Linked DNA regions of Mus musculus: region 2 is linked to region 1. A link is a contact called in public promoter capture Hi-C data. All regions are on one chromosome and are shown on one strand. The core of a region is the stretch at or near the end of the contact, and the rest is flanking DNA. Distances in the headings are between cores, read along the strand shown. Region 1 holds the start of Tpp1 (tripeptidyl peptidase I). Region 2 holds the start of Ovch2 (ovochymase 2).

Evidence for each region. Promoter capture Hi-C pulls out the DNA fragments that hold promoters and counts their contacts.
Region 2: a promoter capture Hi-C map of cranial neural crest shows a contact between it and region 1. The contact joins the promoter of Ovch2 here to the promoter of Tpp1 in region 1. A contact is called at or near these places in 3 of 39 promoter capture datasets (cranial neural crest, embryonic stem cells and second pharyngeal arch cranial neural crest).

Annotation. Positions count from the first base shown.
Region 1 is chr7:105,749,616-105,755,612 of GRCm38.p6, reverse strand. Tpp1 (tripeptidyl peptidase I) reads left to right here and starts at 3,378. Exons shown (of 13, transcript NM_009906.6): 1 at 3,378-3,442; 2 at 3,560-3,631; 3 at 3,884-4,023; 4 at 5,283-5,433; 5 at 5,626-5,753; 6 at 5,901-5,997. The coding sequence starts at 3,426. Dchs1 (dachsous cadherin related 1) reads left to right here. Exons shown (of 21, transcript NM_001162943.1): 21 at 1-2,624. The coding sequence ends at 2,155.
Region 2 is chr7:107,797,594-107,803,578 of GRCm38.p6, reverse strand. It overlaps Ovch2 (ovochymase 2), which reads left to right and starts at 2,400. Exons shown (of 16, transcript NM_172908.3): 1 at 2,400-2,487; 2 at 5,460-5,569. The coding sequence starts at 2,400.

The sequences.
Region 1 (5,997 bases), core at 2,129-4,628:
CCGCAGTTCAGCCGTGCCAGTGACTGTCACTGTGCTGGATGTCAATGACAACCCACCCGTCTTTACTCGAGCATCCTACCGTGTGACAGTACCTGAGGACATGCCTGTTGGAGCTGAGCTATTGCATGTGGAGGCCTCTGATGCTGACCCTGGACCTCATGGTCTTGTGCATTTCACTCTTAGTTCAGGTGACCCTTTGGGTCTCTTTGAGCTGGATGAGAACTCGGGTGCCTTGAGGCTATCCCGCCCTCTGGACTGTGAAACCCAGGCTCAACACCAGCTTGTGGTGCAGGCAGCTGACCCTGCTGGAACACACTTTTCTTTGGTACCAGTGACAGTTGAGGTCCAGGATGTGAATGACCATGGTCCGGCCTTCCCATTGAGTCTGCTCAGTACTAGCCTTGCTGAGAATCAGCCTCCAGGCACTCTTGTGACCACACTACACGCGATTGATGGGGATGCTGGGACTTTTGGTAGACTCCGATATAGCCTGTTGGAGGCAGTGCCAGGGCCTGAGGGTCGTGAGGCATTTTCCCTGAACAGCTCAACAGGGGAATTGCGGGCACGGGTGCCTTTTGACTATGAGCACACAGGAAGCTTCCGTCTACTAGTGGGTGCTGCCGATGCTGGGAATCTCTCAGCCTCTGTCACTGTGTCAGTACTGATTACTGGAGAAGATGAATATGACCCTGTATTCTTGGCTCCATCTTTCCATTTCCAAGTGCCAGAAGGTGCCCAGCGAGGCCACAGCCTGGGTCACGTGCAGGCCACAGATGAGGATGGAGGTGCCGATGGTCTGGTGCTCTACTCGCTGGCTACCTCTTCCCCCTATTTTGGTATCAACCAGACAACAGGTGCTTTGTACTTGCGAGTGGACAGTCGCGCACCAGGAAGTGGAACAACCACCTCTGGGGGTGGGGGCCGGACCCGACGTGAAGCACCTCGGGAGTTAAGGCTGGAGGTAGTAGCAAGAGGGCCTCTGCCTGGATCCCGGAGTGCCACAGTACCTGTGACTGTGGATATTACCCACACTGCTCTAGGCCTGGCACCTGACCTCAACTTGCTATTGGTTGGGGCTGTGGCAGCCTCCTTGGGAGTTGTGGTGGTGCTTGCCCTGGCAGCTCTGGTCCTGGGCCTTGTTCGGGCGCGAAGCCGCAAGGCTGAGGCAGCCCCTGGCCCGATGTCACAGACAGCGCCGATAGCCAGTAGCTCTTTACAGAAACTGGGTCGGGAACCCCCCAGTCCACCACCCTCTGAACATCTGTATCATCAGACTCTTCCCAGCTACGGTGGCCCAGGAGCTGGAGGTCCCTACCCTCGTGGCGGCTCCCTGGACCCTTCACATTCAAGTGGCAGAGGCTCAGCAGAGGCTGCAGAGGATGACGAGATCCGCATGATCAACGAGTTTCCCCGAGTGGCCAGTGTAGCCTCCTCCCTGGCTGCTCGAGGCCCTGACTCTGGCATCCAGCAGGATGCGGATGGATTGAGTGACACGTCTTGTGAGCCTCCTGCCCCTGACACCTGGTACAAGGGCAGAAAGGCAGGGTTGCTGCTGCCAGGCGCAGGAGCCACTCTGTACCGAGAGGAGGGGCCTCCAGCCACTGCTACAGCCTTCCTGGGGGGCTGTGGCCTGAGCCCTGCACCCGCTGGGGACTATGGCTTCCCAGCAGACGGGAAGCCGTGTGTAGCTGGAGCACTGACGGCCATTGTGGCTGGTGAGGAAGAGCTCCGTGGCAGCTATAACTGGGACTACCTGTTGAGCTGGTGCCCTCAGTTCCAGCCTCTGGCCAGTGTCTTCACAGAGATTGCTCGGCTCAAGGATGAAGCTCGTCCGTGTCCTCCAGCTCCCCGTATTGACCCACCACCCCTCATCACTGCTGTGGCACACCCAGGAGCCAAGTCTGTTCCCCCAAAGCCTGCAAGCACAGCTGTAGCCCGGGCCATCTTCCCACCAGCCTCTCACCGCTCCCCTATCAGCCATGAAGGCTCCCTCTCCTCAGCTGCCATGTCCCCCAGCTTCTCACCCTCACTGTCTCCTTTGGCTGCTCGCTCTCCCGTTGTCTCACCATTCGGGGTAGCCCAGGGCCCCTCAGCTTCAGCACTCAGTACAGAGTCTGGCCTGGAGCCTCCGGATGACACAGAGCTGCGCATCTAGCTGTGGCCCTAACTGGGCCCCGACCTGGGACACGTCCAGTGTCCCCAAAGCAGGCCCCATTCTCAGCCTGCCCTGGGCAGCCTCGGACCATGACTGACTATGGGGAGGCCACCACCAGTCCCCTGCTCTCCACCTTAAACTCTTATAGCTGGGACAGGTCCCACATTTCTCTGCAGTTCCTTCAGCACTAGGACCACAGAGGGCCTGTTGGTCATGACCTGTGGCCAGATCCAGTGTGGAGAGAAATAAGAATGAGGCAACAGCCTTGGGTTCTCTTCAGCCAAGACTTCCTGCCCTGCACCAGCGCCCTGCGATGGAGCTGAGACTTTATTTATTGGGGGTTAGGGGGATGGGGAGGTCCCTCCAATCTGGGCCCAGCTCTTTTGGGTTCTTCTGACATCCCTGCCCCTGCCCAGAACAAGTGCCAATTCTCACTCTGGAGCCTTAATAAACTGCAGTTTGTATCCAGCCTCTGGCTCTGTTCTGTCAGGGTAACCAGAAGTCACTGGCGTAGCACTGTGGATACCTGGCACAGTAGCCAAGGAGGCCCAGAGGGAGGGCGGACAACAGGACATGTAGGAGTAGGGTTGGCACTGAGAGCTCAGAAGCCTAGCCTTGGGATCTCTGCTGCTTTCCCCTCTAACATGGTCAGGACTTGAACTGCAGTGGTTTCCTGCAGAGACTGACAGAGTAGGAAGCAGTCTAGGGTCCTAAGCCTGAGGGTCTGGAATAAGATATGGTGATTATTAAGAGTAGGTAAGTGAAGAAATCCCCAACCCCCCCCCCCCACACACACACACCTTGGAAACATGAAATGTCCACATTCATAAGAGCTCACATTAGTTGAGTCTGCCAGGTCAGTCTTGGCTCCATAGGCTTGCTTTATTGCAATGTCCACTTTTACTCCCAAGTATGAGGCACATTTCTTTTACGTAACAGTCACTGAATTTTAAGTGAAGAAACCTAGGCTCTGAGAGCTTGTTTTTCTAATATTGTACGGCCAGGAGCAGCCCATACCTATGGGGCTTCAGAGCCCACTCCTTTATGATTCCTTTAGAGACAGACAGACTTGGGCAGCAGGTGAAGAGGAGCCCTGGGCTTAGATGCTCAACACAGCATAGAATTCTAATAGCAGCCCCAGCATTCAGAACAGCTCATTTGGGAGGGAGGAGTCAGCAACGTCACTAGTTACTAGGCAGGGAGATGGGGGAGGTGCCAGACCATGCTCATGTGACTTATCACATGACTACAGATCAGCCTGAAAGCCAAAATGGGACTCCAAGCCCGGTGAGAAACTGAGGTGGGGAGGGTAGCTAAGGGGGATTACATTAGAGGGATTACATGTTGTAGAAGGAGTACAATGAGGGTTCGGCTCCTGATGAAACCCACCTGCTGTCCCTGCAGCCTCCTAGGGCTCCTTGCTCTCGTCATCGCCGGCAAATGCACTTACAACCCTGAGCCGGACCAGCGGTGGATGTGAGTTGATTTAGTACTACAGGTGCCTGTCTCTGCAGACGCTTGGTCCTAGCTTTCCTCATCCTCAACTGCTCCTAGTACCCACTCTGTAGCCTTATTCGACACCCCCTCGGCTTAATCTCTGGTCATTTATCTCCTATGATCCTTATCTGCATCTAGGATTCGACCCAAAGTCTCAGTTCTTAATCCCAAACTTTCCATGATCTGGATTTCTCGTTATGGCCTAATCAAATCATGTCCCTGACCCTGTAGGCTGCCTCCAGGCTGGGTGTCCCTGGGCCGCGTGGATCCCGAGGAAGAGCTGAGTCTCACTTTTGCGCTGAAACAGCGGAACCTGGAAAGACTCTCGGAGCTGGTGCAGGCTGTGTCGGATCCTAGCTCTCCTCAATATGGTGCCTATCAGTTGGGGCAGGAAGTGGGAGGCAGGACCAGGCAGGCACTGGCTGGTGCAGATCATGTAGGGCCATGTTTCTGGTATGACAGACAAATGACAATAACTGCCATATTCATACACACACACACACACACACACACACACACACACACACACCAAAATTTCCACCTGAGTTCTTCAGTCTTAAAACTAAGAACAAATCTAAGCCTAGTAGCATGAGGTAATAATCCTAGCTACTTGGACTAAAACAGGACGATTTTGAATCCAAGGCATGCCTGGGCAGTGTAGCAATATTGTCAACATTAAAACCAATTTTTTTTAGAGGCCTAGCTAGCTCATTGATAGGGTGGGTGCTTACGGAGCATATGAAAAACCCTAGGTTCAAGTGCCAGGAAGATGGTGGGTGTGGGGTAGCTAGCTGTGTTTAAGAACACATGATTCATAATCAGATCTAGATTGAAATGTTCACTTACCCTACCAGCTCTCAAATGGAGGACTAGCACTTAGTGTGTGTGCATGATCAAGTCATGGACCTTACCCCACTCTCATAGCCACTGCCACACCCTCCTCTGTTGCTAGTTCAAGTCCTAAATTGTCTTTGGATTAATCCACTCTGGCCATTCCTCTTGCTACCAACTCAGTTGTTTATTCTCTTTCTGGATTACTGCCCAGTACCCGGACTGGTTTGAAGCTTCCTCTCCTTCACCCCACTCCCCAGAACAGTCCCTTCTCTATTCTAGAGTATTCTCTATGGTGCTCAGGCTGGAGTGAATCCTTCCCCTGCTTAAAGTCCTGTATGGTGAGGCAAGGGTGTGTGTGTGTGTGTGTGTGTGTAGAATGGAGGCGAGAGGAGGGGGGGGCATCCTTAGAGCACCCAAGAAGCTCCTCATATGCAGGAAAGAATGACTCACCGTTATGTTGTTTAAAATCAACAAGGATGAAGAGCTGAGCTAAATTAGAAGGTTCTGTATAACTGGCTCCAAAAGTTTGGGGAAATCTTTTTGAAGATAAGCTTAAAATGGGATATTGAAAGTTTACTAACGTCCTTGAGTTTTTGTGACCATGGTAACACATGCTGTGCATTTTTCCTGGCCATGACGTTTCATGTCTCTCGAGCCTTTTCTTCCCTTTGACTCTCACTATGCCTAGCCCTACACAGTCCTCCTCGGGAAGTTTTGATGTCCTCTGATTGAGGTCCAGACAGACAACCCAGGAAAGCCTCAAATGAGGACGAGAGCCTCTTCTGAATCCCTGCAGGAAAGTACCTAACCCTGGAGGATGTAGCTGAGCTGGTTCAACCATCACCCCTGACCCTCCTCACTGTCCAAAAGTGGCTCTCAGCAGCTGGAGCCCGGAACTGCGATTCAGTGACCACCCAGGACTTTCTGACTTGCTGGCTGAGTGTCCGGTGAGAAGTAATGATTTCCCCATAGAATCCATTGTCCCTACAAGGAGACAAAATACCCCAATTGGGGGAGTTTAAAGCGTGCTGGGAGCCTGTGGGTATAGGTAATGCATACGGAAATGATGGCAGGCTGCTAAGTGGGGCTCAGGCCAACTCTTCTACTCCTTCCCATGGTTTCTGTTTTCTTACTTCCAGACAGGCTGAGCTGCTGCTCCCAGGAGCTGAGTTTCATCGCTATGTAGGGGGACCTACAAAGACCCATGTTATAAGGTCCCCACATCCCTACCAGCTTCCCCAGGCCTTGGCCCCTCATGTGGATTTTGGTAAACCCAATGGAGTTGGTGGAAGTTGTGGGAGGGAGGTCTACAGGCTGAAGAATTTTAGATGCCAAAAGAGGCATAGAATCTTTCCAGTAGAGAAGTGGGTGGTAGTGTCTGTAAGACCTCCTTAAGCCTGACCCCTTTCCACAGTGGGGGGGCTGCACCGTTTCCCCCCTTCATCTCCAAGACAACGTCCAGAACCACAACAGGTAGGAACTGTTAGCCTGCACTTGGGAGTGACTCCGTC
Region 2 (5,985 bases), core at 1,151-3,650, 2.0 Mb before region 1:
AAATGGAAAATGTATGTTGTACCCATCCTCTAAAAGCTCAGGGTTCATTGTGGAAGAGAGGGTGGAAATAATATAACACCTAGAGATGGTGTATAACTATGAGTAGCCTATCTGCTGGATACAACAGAAGTTTCACATATGAACTTACAGTAGTCATTCCAGCATACACAAGACCTGTACATCCTCAAACTAGACCAAACAACATCATGTATAGGGAAGTTGGACATGAAGCAAAGGAGCCATTGGTAACTGATAGACATTAGGAGAGAGTCAGTTTTCTCTGAGAATGTATCCCCTTGTAAGTCAACTATGCCCCAAAGGAAAGGAACACATCCAACAACATTTGGGCAGCACAAATTAGTGTTGGTAGGTTTTGAAGAAAAAATAAGAATACAAGGTGGGGAAGTTGGAAAGTAGGGATAGATCTGGGAAGATTTTCAGAGGAGGGGTGATGAATATGATCCAATTCCCAAATAACTAATGACTACTAAAAATGTTTTCAATTATAATAGCACTTAAAGAGAAAGAAATCTAAACAATAAAGTTGAATTGCATTAAAGACAGAAATAATTATTTTGCATTTATATTTGTGTGTGTGTTAATTCATAAATTTAGTTTATGTAACTGGAAATTTCATCATAAAGGAGTTAGGAGGCTTTTAGCTTGACATTTGCTATATTTGAATATGTGATTTCTAGGAAGTTCACAGAAGCATTTCGTGTTTCCTACATGGTTATGACCCTGCCAATCCACATACATTTCTTGCACATTATGTGTCTTAGTTGGGGTTTCTATTGCTATGATAAAATATCATAACCAAAAGCAACTTGTGAAGGAAAATATTTATTTCATGTTATAGCTTGTAGTCATTTCTTCATCCAGGTAAAACAGATCAGGAACTCAAGCAGAAACCTGGAGACAGGAATTAGTGCAGCAGCCATGGAGAAGTGGAGCTCTCTTGCTCCTCATGGCTTATTCAGCCTTTCTTATACTGTCCTGGACAAGCTGCCCAGGTGTACACTGCCCACAGTGAGCTGGACCCTCCCACAACAATGGTAACCTTAGAAAATGCACCACAGACTAGCCTCTAAGCAAAGCTTCTAAGGCATTTTTTTTTCAATTGAGAGTCCCATGTGTCAAGCTGATATAAATCTAGCCAGCACAACGTGCCAAGAAATTCAGCCAGGAAAGAGGAAAATGTGGAAGTAATTATAGCCACTTTTTGTGTCTAGACATCTACAAGGTACAGAAGTGAAGATTGTTAGCCTTCTAGAATACTTTTTTCATGGGGGGAAATGAAACTTCACAAACACGCCAATGAACAGCATCCTAAAATCCTAAGAGTCTGTAGCAGTATGTATTATGGAATGTGCTACTGCATTAGGGTTTTTTTCTCCTCTTCCTCACTAATACATGCTAATGCGGTTACACTTGGAAAAGAACGGGAGTAAAGTGTTTTAGTACATTCTGGTGGGCTGTTTGCAAACAGCTAAGAATATCTACCCTTGCAAAGGGACAATGTTGATATTTGTTGTGTAGCAAATCCTTAGGAAATAAAACATTTTATCATGGAAAGAACCTCCTTAAGACTTAGGATATTGTAAAGGGAGCCTAGTTAAGGCTCAAGAAGTAAACAAAGATATTATGAAGTCAGTGAAACTAGTAAGATTCATTAGGTCTCTCTCTAGCATATGTAAGCAGTAAAGACTGCTGAAATACAATCTTGGATCCACTGAGCTGTCTAGAAAAGACTCAAACCAACAAAACTGCCTACAAAGGACACTTCAATTTGTTCAACTGTCTACAGACTATATTGTGCTCTAGGTCTCAATCTTTTATAATTTGTCACCCATGCTGGAGTAGGCTTTTGTTAATGCACTGTCTTTGAGTCATTTCAGCTCCTGTGACTAACCCCTCATCCATAGTCCTGTAAGTAATGCCAATAAAATACATTGGTTCACCAAGTTGGATATTGGTGGTATCCTTACTTTAATCTGTTCTCAATTACCTATCAGGGATAAGTACACAGTTGTTTGCATCTTGCTAGAAGTATTACACACAAATATTTAATCCTCTTACAGAAAAAGGAGCAAGTAACAATCACAACAAAACCTCAAACACAAACCACTTTGCTAAGCCAGGAACACTGGAGGAAGCAACTTATTGATGTAGGTGGAATAGAATGTTATGCTGCTCAGTCAAGACTTCAGTTTTGTAGTTGATTCCCCACATCTAACAAAAAACATTTTCAAGAAACCACATGCAAAGACATCTTATGCCTCCAGTCTCAGTTAATAAATAAGCTTGTTTTAAGTTGGATTATTGCTATTCTTCCAAAGCTTGCTGCCTTTGTTTCCTTCAGCCTCTCTACGTTTCAGGAGGAAGCGTTGAATCTCAACATGCCTATCAGCAAGGACAAGCTGATTTTAATATTAGGAATGGTCTGCTTGGAACAAGGTCATTCTGAAACCCTTTCCTCCATAAGAAGTAAGTTTCAAATTAAGTGTATAACTACTTTCGGTTTTGTTTGGTTGGTTGGTTTGTTTTGTTTTTTGTCTGGTGGGATCACTCTTGCAGCAAATCAGAGTAACGTCTCCACCTCTTGTTCCCTTGGGAATACAAGAGAAGCAAATTACTTCAGAAATGTAATTGGTTCTCAAAAATATTTCTCTGGAATTTTCTCCTGTGATAAGCATATGGAATTGAAATAATATGAAATAAATATAAACAGTTGTAGGGACCCTAAGTATTTTCTCCTAGTTTTACCAACTGACCTAGGATTGGCCACTTATTTGGAAGCATTACACAACCTGGTATTCTTCCATGGAGCAAATTCTGGGAGATCAGAACAGGTTTGGAAGTATTTAGAATCTTCAGGGAAATTATCCTAATAACCATATGATGCATGCTCACTGACATATAGTATAAATATTTTTGCATTGATTATAATGAGCTTAAAACAGTTGTTGGCAAGCTTGTCTGTAGTCGGACTTGTGCCAGCCCAGAGAATCAACATGTTTTCTGTCTCTGCTTCAGTGACTTCAGGTAATACTAAATTTTATGTCTAGCAGATTTATGACTCATCCATCTGAAGCAGCTGGAACAGCTTTTGATCATACATGCAATGGGCTCAGAATGAAACCACAATTGGTCGTTTCATGTTTTGCTGTTATTAGATACAGGTCTCATTGATTTTTAGTTTTCACGTCTTCTACATGAAGATGAAAGTCCTTTTTTCAGGCAATGTGTGGGGATTAAGAAATAAATTATATGGGAGAGCTTTATATGCTTTAAAGACGATCTAAGTAGCTCTCCTCTTAAGGATATAGTCCCAAGAAAAGTCATGTGCTCAATCAGCCATGCTTTCAGGTGTAACTTGTAAGCCAGGAACTGTGCTAGACCTTAGAAGTGTGTATGCATAGGACCCACATTCCTAAGTATCTCACTGAAGAATTCTGTAGTCCAATGAGGGAAGGAGACAATTTACTCTCATAACATAGCTTGGAAAGAACTGTTAAAGGGGAACAGGGAGTGGAGAGAAAGAGTGCTATATTGTGGGAGAGATCCAGGTCCCAGTTTGAAGAAATCAAGGAAGACTTTTCAGATGAAGTGGTAGTAAGCATTCAAAGAGCCATCTAGGTGAAGAAGCTCAGTGATAATGATGGAGAGTTTTATATGCACTCTTGGAAACTTCATAGGAAAAAATAACCTCAAGAGAAACAAATTCAACACAGAATTGCACAGTGTAATTAAACAAATTTAAACTCACCCCTTACTTAAGAAGTCAAAAGCCCACATAAATGCACACATATTGAAGTGTTGTCGGGGATGAAGGCTTTCTTGTTAAGTTATGTCTTCTCTTTACCTGACAGGCACCTGTCTTAACACCAGTGTGTGAATTAAAACTATCATCATACCACTGTTCCTGAACAATGTATTTTTTGCCCTATAGTAAATCTAATTAAATTTCTTCATATCTAACTGTGTGGCAGGCATGCATTAAAGACTCAGTCTCATAGGCAGAGCAGAGAGAGAGAGAGATAGACACAATTAAAAACTAGGACAGACTACAGCATCATCCATAAGTTAACTAAGCAACTCTGCATATGTGAATTTGTAATTCCATTGTGCCTATGCTAGATGTGATGTTACACACCTGTAATCCAAAAGCAGACTTCCAAAAGCAGAGGCAGGGAAAACATGAACTTAAGGTCATCCTGAGCTCCATATTGAAATGAAATTCTCTCACAAAGAAAAGGAAGGAAGGAAGAAAGGAAGGGAGGGAGGGAGGGAGGGAGGGAGGGAGGGAGGGAGGGAGGGAGGGAGGAAGGTATCCCCATTGTTGTGGAGTCCACAGTCTACCTGGGTTGAAAGCCAGAAACAATCATCTTGGTACACAGTGAGTGTGAGTGTCGCAGGATACTACAAAGTACCTCTCTTTTTTTGAGACCAGAGAGCTCTGAAAGAAAAGAGACTGAATTCCTGACAACCCAGTGCCAATTATCCCTGCAGCAGTTAACCTTCACATTAGAAGTCAGTCCTTTGATGTTATGCCAGTGCCTGGCAAATACAGAAGTGGATGCTCAGTCTGGATGGAACACAGGGCCCCCAATGAAGGAGCTAGAGAAAGTACCCAAGGAGCTAAAGGGGTCTACAACCCTATAGGAAGAACAACAATATGAACTAACCAGTACCCCCAGAGCTTGTGTCTCTAGTTGCATATGTAGCAGAGGATGGCCTAGTCAGCCATCAATGGGAGGAGAGGCCCTTGGTCTTGCAAAGATCATATGCCCAGTACAGGGGAATGCCAGGGCAAAGAAGCAGGAGTGGGTGGGTTGGGGAGCATGGCGGGGGAGGGTATAGGGGACTTTAAGGATAGTATTTGAAATGCAAATGAAGAAAATATCTAATAAAAAAATAGAAGTCAGTCCTTGGTCTGGGTAAAAATGGTTCAGTCAGCACTGCTTTCTATGCAAGCACAAAGAACTGGGTTTAATCCCCAGAAACCATTTTTTAAGGTGATACAGTAATGTGCATTCCCAAATGCACTTGTTGAGAGTCAGTGATGGGCAGATCCTTGGGGCTAGCTGGAGAGTTGCAAGCTAGTGAGAGATCTTGTCTCTAAAAACAATGGGCTAAGGAAGATAGTCAAAGTTGACCTCTCGCCTTAATATGCCCACACATGGATAAACACACACACACACACACACACACACACACACACACACACACACACACGCACCATAGAAGCTCTCTCTCTCAACAGCACACATCTTATGTGTGACAAAACTGAGTAATCTGTTCTTCAAAACACATCTAATCCCATCCATTAACTTAAAGCCGTATTGTAATTTCTTTACATATCCCATATACTGCATTTTGTTCTTGTTTGGAAAATTCTTCACTATATCTTAGTCCTAGAAATTAATCACTCAGTGTCTATCTTGTCTTTTTCCCAGATCCTGACTGTGGGCAGAGTTTGGTTAAGCCCCAACCTCAGAATTACTTTAGCCTTTTCAGTCGCATTGTTGGAGGAAGCCAGGTGGAAAAGGGTTCCTATCCTTGGCAAGTGAGTCTTGCAATTCCTTCTCTAGTTGGTGAAATAGGATATTTCAAGCTTGTGTCATCCAGATCACATGCTACTTCCCTTAGATCACCCTCTGTCTAGGAAAAAAAAATTCACAACACACCCAGAGCTATGCTTTCCTAATCTTAAAAGAAGATTAATTAATATTCATGATTGAATTTGTGCTCAACAGGTTGCCTGTGTGTTCTTGATAAACATAACAAATATTTTTTAAGTAGATGACTGGTCACTTGACCAATTAATTGGTCATCTGTTCAATTCAGAAGTTCATATTCAAATCATAATAATGGTGAACCATTGGCTTTTCTTTCATGATTTTCTGTTCTGTCTTCTATATTTAGCCTCCTCTCAGTATTCCTCCTGTTTGTTTATTCAGTATTTGTTTTGGTTCAAATTAT